2 separate regions of the Hordeum vulgare genome follow, and region 1 is linked to region 2. The links are chromatin contacts, called in public Hi-C maps. All regions are on one chromosome and are shown on one strand. The core of a region is the stretch at or near the end of the contact, and the rest is flanking DNA. Distances in the headings are between cores, read along the strand shown.

Region 1 (3,177 bases), core at 670-3,169, 39 kb before region 2:
TTATTGAAACCAAGAACTGAATCAATCTAACCCGGTCTTTGTTCCTGTTCTTGGTTTCTGAGCTCATGAAGATTGATTCAGTTGTCTTCTTCCTGTGATTCTGTGCTTGCACTTTGATATATATATCTCCCTACAAGGTGAACTTGAAATTGCACTTTGATATTATGCTTATCTGATTCTGATTATCAGATATGATGAACATGGGAGTCTGAACTCTGAACTACTGAATAATGTTGTGCCAGTTGACACCTGAATGCCTGCAACTGAAGCAAGTCACAAAGTTCTCCAGCCAAGTAACTTGGCAAAATTTACCAGTTCCAGCCTAATGATTTCACTAAGTTCAGTTGGATCATTGTGTACAGTTGGATCGTTATCTGTCATTTTAGCATCTCAAATGCCCTTCAGATTAAAAAAAAATGCTACTGAATTTGCAGGAGTAGAAATATTTAATCACTGTACTGTTTACTTTTTTTTAGAACCAACGTTTCCTAATTGCTGTGCAGGCTAGTGCCAACCAATTTGGTTCAACATCAAATTTTCTAGTTACTCATATCATCAGGTTGAGAGAGTTTCTAGATTATCTATCCTCTGATATCAGAAATTGAAGTCCATTGCAACTGCTCCCAAGAGGTCGAAGCCATCAAAGTCACAGAAGTCATTGCCAATCGGAGAGGAGAGCTTTGGTCGGCCGTCATCCATGGCCCCTTTGTCGCCGGAGCAGCTGAGACCATCTAGCATTTGACCGGAGAAGCTCTGGTCCATCAGGTTCACCGCTTCGACGCCACCGGCCGGGAGCAGCCGATCGGAGCTGGGCACGATGCTGTGAGTGGCGGTCGTGGTGGCGGGGGCGATGTTGCAATGGCCGATGGCTTCGTCGTCGCTGGGCGGCAGAGCGGGCGTGTGGCGGCTGTCGAAGACGGCGACGTGCGCGAAGAGCTTGTCCTTCCTGGAGAAGGAGACGCCGCAGGAGCATACCCAGCGGTCGCGGCCGCAGTGCTTCTCGTGGGTGCGGAGGTCGGCGAGCACGGAGAAGCGCTTGACGCCGCAGCGGCGGCAGACGTGGCTCTTGTCGCAGTGGCTCCGGCGGTAGTGGTTCTTGACGCAGACGGGGGTCTTGAGCGGCTGGAAGTCCCGGTGCTCCCTGTTGCGCTTGCACCCGGCGTAGGGGCAGGAGTAGAAGAAGCGCCTCCCCGCCACCGGCGCCGGCGCCGGCGAGCCGTGCCTGGCGAGCGCGCCGGGCGCCTTGTACTGGTCGCCGTGGCCGCGCATGTGCATGCGCAGGTTGGCGTCGCGCTTGAACCCCTTGCCGCACACCTTGCAGCAGTGCGCGTGCGGCGCCAGGATCTCCTCCTTCTCGATCTGCACCACCTCGTACGGCCCCTCCCCTTCCTCCTCCTCCTCGCCGTCGCCAGCCCCGGCGTGCTCGTCGGAGTCGTCGTGCGTGCCGTTCGACGGCGACGGTGACCTCTCCTCTCTGGGCTCGGACGGGGACGCGTCCACCGTTCCGCCGGTGCTGGAGTCGGAAGCGAGGTCGTTGGCGATGGAGACGAGCTGCACGATGATGCAGCGGAGCTCGGCGGAGACGATGGCGCGCTGCTGCTGCGGGTGGCGGGGCGTGGAGCAGAGGATCCCGCGGAGGTGCCCGATCTTGTGCTCCAGGAAGGTCAGGTACGTGGTGAGCGCCGCGCTCGGGCCCGAGTCCGACGGCCGATGCTCCTCCGCCTCCTGGCCATGCCGGCTCTGCTCGTGCCCAATCCTCTCGAGATCGCAGGCCTCCATGGCCCCCGTCGTCCCGGGCAACCTCTGGTGATTGTGCTGAAGGTACAAGTGATTATTACTGGCGAAATGATCGGAGCTACACATAATGGAGACGCGGACGCGGACTCTGTTTCTCTGCTTTTGTCAGCGGTGAAGTGGTGCGTGTGTCTTTGAGCTTAGTGGAGCTGGCTAGCTTATATATGTGCATGGAGGTGGGTGGGCTCCATGGCGGCGGCGTGGCGCAGGTGGAAGGAAGGCGGGAGGCGACAGCGAAGGGTGGGGAAGACGACGGAGCGGGGCCGGGCATCCATGCATGCATGTGTGATGTGTCAATGCGCACGGGCTGACTGAGGCTCCTGGCCCTGGGGCCACTGCCTTCCGCCACGAAAGCGACGTCATCTTGCCCCTTTCCAATCTCAGAAAGTTCAGGAACACAAAGCGTCAAAGCTTGACTTTCACAGTGATGGACTGCTTCCGGAGTCGATGGTTGGCATGGTAGTTTTTTTTTAACTCAGTACAACACAACATATACTCACCCCCGTAAACGTATACTTTACTTGTATGAGCAATTTTTTTAACACAATCCAGACGCAAACGCTCATATAATCACCCACATACTTATTTTTATAAACGCACACACTCTACCCCTATAAACATCTTTGAGAAATTGGACCAACATATAATCTTGAGATTTATAAAGTTAACGTAGACACCTCGTCGTCGATGGAAACGTCTTCTTCCATTGAATGCCAATCGCAGAAAATTCTAAAATAAATCTAAAAATAATGCGAGCACAAGACTTAAACCTTGATGGGTTGTGGATACCACTGTGTCTCTAACCATCCAATCATAGGTTGGTTCACATGTATAAGCATCTTTAAAAGACTAAGCATGTACATCATGTTGAGATTGATAAACGTCTACTTTCACTGAACACACATGATGTATGTCTAGAATTTGTTATTCTAAGAGCATTTCTAACCGATTCCCTGAAAGTTAGTGAAATAAAAGTTGAAGTAAAGTTAGTGAAGTAAAATTTTACTCCACTAACGATGGCCACACCTAGTCAATCCCATATAGTTAGCGGAGTAAAATCAAATTTATGACCGTTTTGCATACTAGCCGCATAAATACAATCTCTACACAATACATATCATAAAATCATTCAAATGAAAGCATGTACATCAATAATTGCCATAACATGAAGTTTCATCACCACGTTTTTCAAATTTAAAAATGCAAAGTTCATCCAAAAGACATCACTTCGAACACAAAGTTTGATTCAAAATCATCACAAACATAGCATGTGTATGTTGTGGATCAAGCCAATCCTTGGCATGCACCACCACCCTCGCGACACCACCACTCAACAAGGTCATCGGCAAAGAAATCAATGTCGTCATCCTCTCGGCCACCATC
Region 2 (3,538 bases), core at 372-2,871:
AGTTCGGTTGATCATTTTGTGCGTCAGCTTCATCGATCATGCTATCTGCATGGTTCCGTCTACACCGGTAGACCGACTGAACCCACCTGACTATATTTTTCTATGTATTTCCATCTATACTTTGTAGAGTGCGTTGGACCTTTCTCTTTCAGAATCTCCCAACCTCCACACCTCATCAGTGACGACTGCGCTTTGCTCAGCTGGGTCATCAACTCGTCATACTAATCCAGAAACATGCCCGTCACGACCACAAGCTCCCAACAGGTTGTGTAAATCCATCACTAGTAATTATATCAACGACTTGACGCGTTCATAAGGTGTTACTTAGATCTTCGTTGTCACGAAGCAAACAGAAGATGTTTTGGCTGCAGGATGGATGAATACTTAGAACATACTGGGTACAAGCAACAACACATCATACAAGCTCTTCAATGGAGTGTATGTTAATCGTATGTAAAATAACTAAGGGGGTCCATTAAATATTGAAGAAATAACCATGCTTGCCTCGGAGCTTGTGCGTGAACCGTTGCTTCAAGTTCATACGGTGTCGTTCTCTCTCTCTTCTTTATTATACGTCATGTCATCAAAATCATCTATGTGACAATTTTACCAACGATGATCATACGATCATTGGAGATGCCCTGACTTCTGCAATTCCTTCATTAAATCCTATCACCTTCTTCCTAAATTACCTGTCTTTAATTGTTTAGATACATATGTATTTAACATTGAAACATGTGTAGATATATTCGCATCTAGAAAAATTTACGGCAAGTAATTCGGGACGGAGTGTCAAGATTGCAAGTCGTGAAAATGGATGTATTTAGACGTATTTTAATTTTAAAAAATAGCCATTTTTGCGACATGTAATTCATGACTGCTAATTAGCACCAAGTGTTGTTTTTTATTTTCTTTAATGTGGTGTTGATTATTTTTTATAGTTGAACCTAGTGTAACTTAGATGACACTATCAAAGTTATTTCCTAGCTTCGTCCAAGCTACTCGTATTCTTTGGATGGGACCTCGCTCGTTACGTCCAATAGCAGCTAGCCGCACAGGGGCTTACGAACCCGGGCCAACCCATTAAGGTGTATCACGTAGCGAGGTCCAAAGGGTGATCTGGGCTGGCCCGTTAACATGTTCCAGCGTTTGCGGTTTTGAGAAGTTTCTAGTTTTTCCTATCAGGTTTTTTCATGTTTTGGTAATGTTCTAAAAGGTTCCCTGAACCAGTTCTCTATTTCTTTCTGGTTTTTGGATTTTATTTTAATTTTTTTCAAATTTAGGAACATATTTTCAATTTTCGGAACAATGTTTCAAATCCTGGAACATTGTTTCGAAATTCCGGAATTTTTTCTCAAATTCCGGATTTTTTCCTGAAATTCCGGAACATTTTATAAAAATTCTCGATTTTTTTAAAAATTCTGGAACATTGTTTTCAATTACGGTACATTTTTTCAAATTCTGATTTCTTTTCAAATTCCGGAACATGTTTGAAATAGAAACATAAAAGAATAAAAAAAATAAAACAAAAAAACCTGTTTAGGGAACCTTGTAGAGGTTGCCCAATATCGGGAAAAGCCGGCTGGAGGTTCCCAAAATCGGGATCAGTGAAAGCCTTAACGAGCCGGCCCAAACCCTATCATTCGCTAGCAGTTCCTGTGTGAAGCGTCGACAATCTGCCACAGAATGCGGCAGATATGCTTTTCCTTCTTGGATAGGTACAAGTATGTACAACCTACTCGTAACTAACAAGTTGCAACATGCCTGGGCCCAAACATATTGCACATAGCCACGTAATGGGGCAATAAGGGCATTAGTACAGAAAATAGAAATTTGGAAGATATATGTATTTTTTAACATCATTAATTAGAGTGTATCGCTTGCAATGGTCACACCTACCTCTCTTGGTGAGAAGTGACATGCTGCTTTTCACAATCTGTGAGTTTTTTCCATTCGTTCGTATTTCCCAAAACAGTTTATCTCCCGAACAATGCATTCCAATTACGAAATATTTTCACTGTTGCATGGGCCGGTCCTGACATTTCAGGGGCTCGAGGCGACACTAAAACTGGGGCCTTTTAATGTTATCATCAAAATAATGACATATATTCTATATATACTGAAAACACTTAAGATACATCCAGAACCAATATTTTTAATAAAAAAATTAAAATATGTTATCTAAAAAAATCCTACCATTCGATAGATGCAAAGTCATTGGTGATCATACCAATATCCATATCTTCCAAAATTTCTACATAAAAAAAACTTTTGCTAGAGGCATATGTTAGATAATATATCTCTCAATCCTAATAAATCACAGCATTGTAAAACACAATGCAATTAGAATGTAGAATTAAAAATATCCATATCTTCCAAAAAAATCTACATGAAAACAACTTTTGCTAGAGGCATCTATTATATAACATATCTCTCAATACTAATAAATGACTGAATGTAAAACACAATACAATTAGAATATAGAATTAAACTTACATTTTCTATATATGGTACACATCCATTCAATATTTTGAGATGACAGAAATAACACACCTTCAGGAATGGTCGAATTGGCGAACTAGCAGGAGCATCCAGAAGGAGTCGATCAAAGAAGGGACTAGACTAGTGAATTTGGGGGAGTCGCTGAGACAACTAAGGAGAACGATGAAGTGAGGATCTGAATAGGAGATCGGAGAATGAAGGTTTGTCCAGTGCATGCACGAAGATCATGGCGATAATCTAGCGATTTTTAGGCAAGAAAACTAGCGATCAATGGAATACTCGGTACGTGCTTTTTTTTTAGGCAAACCCGCAACGTGACGTGCGCGCGTGCATGTATGTGTACCTGGCGGGGCCCTTTAGGTCTTGCCCCCTCACCCCCGCGGCACTGTTGCGTTTCTCGCATTTGGATCTTTGAAACTAGATCTGATGTTAGTAAGCTTAGGCATGAAACTTCATTTTTTGAGTACAAGATGAATACTAGACATAATGGTATAAGCTACTAGTAACTATTATGGGACATCATGGGTGCAGAAATAATGGACTTTTGGTTGTCATGGCCCATGCAATAAGGCTACTAGTGTTGAAAAGGGAGATTTCGTAGTTTCGTTAGATGCTAAATGAGACAGACACTTACTGGTTTCCTAAGGCACAAGAGTTATATCTCTCTTACTGGAAGACGGAAGGAGGAGTCACCTTTGGTGCTCCCTTGCATGGGCCGGCCAAACAGTGGTTCGTCTGGTTTCGGAAAACTTTCTACCTATAATGAAGATTGATTTTCAGAATCTAGCTTCCGTGCAGTTTTGGAGGGTTTTGTCCGTCTTTTCATTCTCACTTTTTTTTCCTGTATTTTCCTCTATCTGTCTTATTTTGGTTTACGTCAAGTTCTATTAACAAACATTGCACAATTTTTGTATACAGCTTGAGTGTTTCCTAGATATACACATAATATATTTTAGATAAATGTTTAATATTTTTTGAATACATGTTGAACATTTGTTAAAGGCACTTTGAAAATTTTGTATTTAATCACTGAAAT

What was found. Hi-C and Micro-C count contacts between places; a contact is called where the count stands out from the background.
Region 1: a Hi-C map of leaf shows a contact between it and region 2, with 3 times the contacts expected there. The contact joins the promoter of LOC123399436 here to the enhancer-like site in region 2. A contact is called at or near these places in 4 of 6 Hi-C or Micro-C datasets (leaf and seedling).

What each region holds. Positions count from the first base shown.
Region 1 is chr5H:573,561,199-573,564,375 of MorexV3_pseudomolecules_assembly, reverse strand. It overlaps LOC123399436 (zinc finger protein STAR3-like), which reads right to left and starts at 1,919. Exons shown (of 1, transcript XM_045093844.1): 1 at 428-1,919. The coding sequence starts at 1,863. The coding sequence ends at 595. It also overlaps the pseudogene LOC123397371.
Region 2 is chr5H:573,521,959-573,525,496 of MorexV3_pseudomolecules_assembly, reverse strand. No RefSeq gene overlaps it. Among protein-coding and RNA genes, the nearest start is that of LOC123399428, 22 kb to the right of the region's middle. Within about 2 kb of position 1,621, at least 2 of the 3 cell types and tissues checked have open chromatin away from gene starts, as enhancers often do. A contact at or near this core is called in leaf, where this site is marked.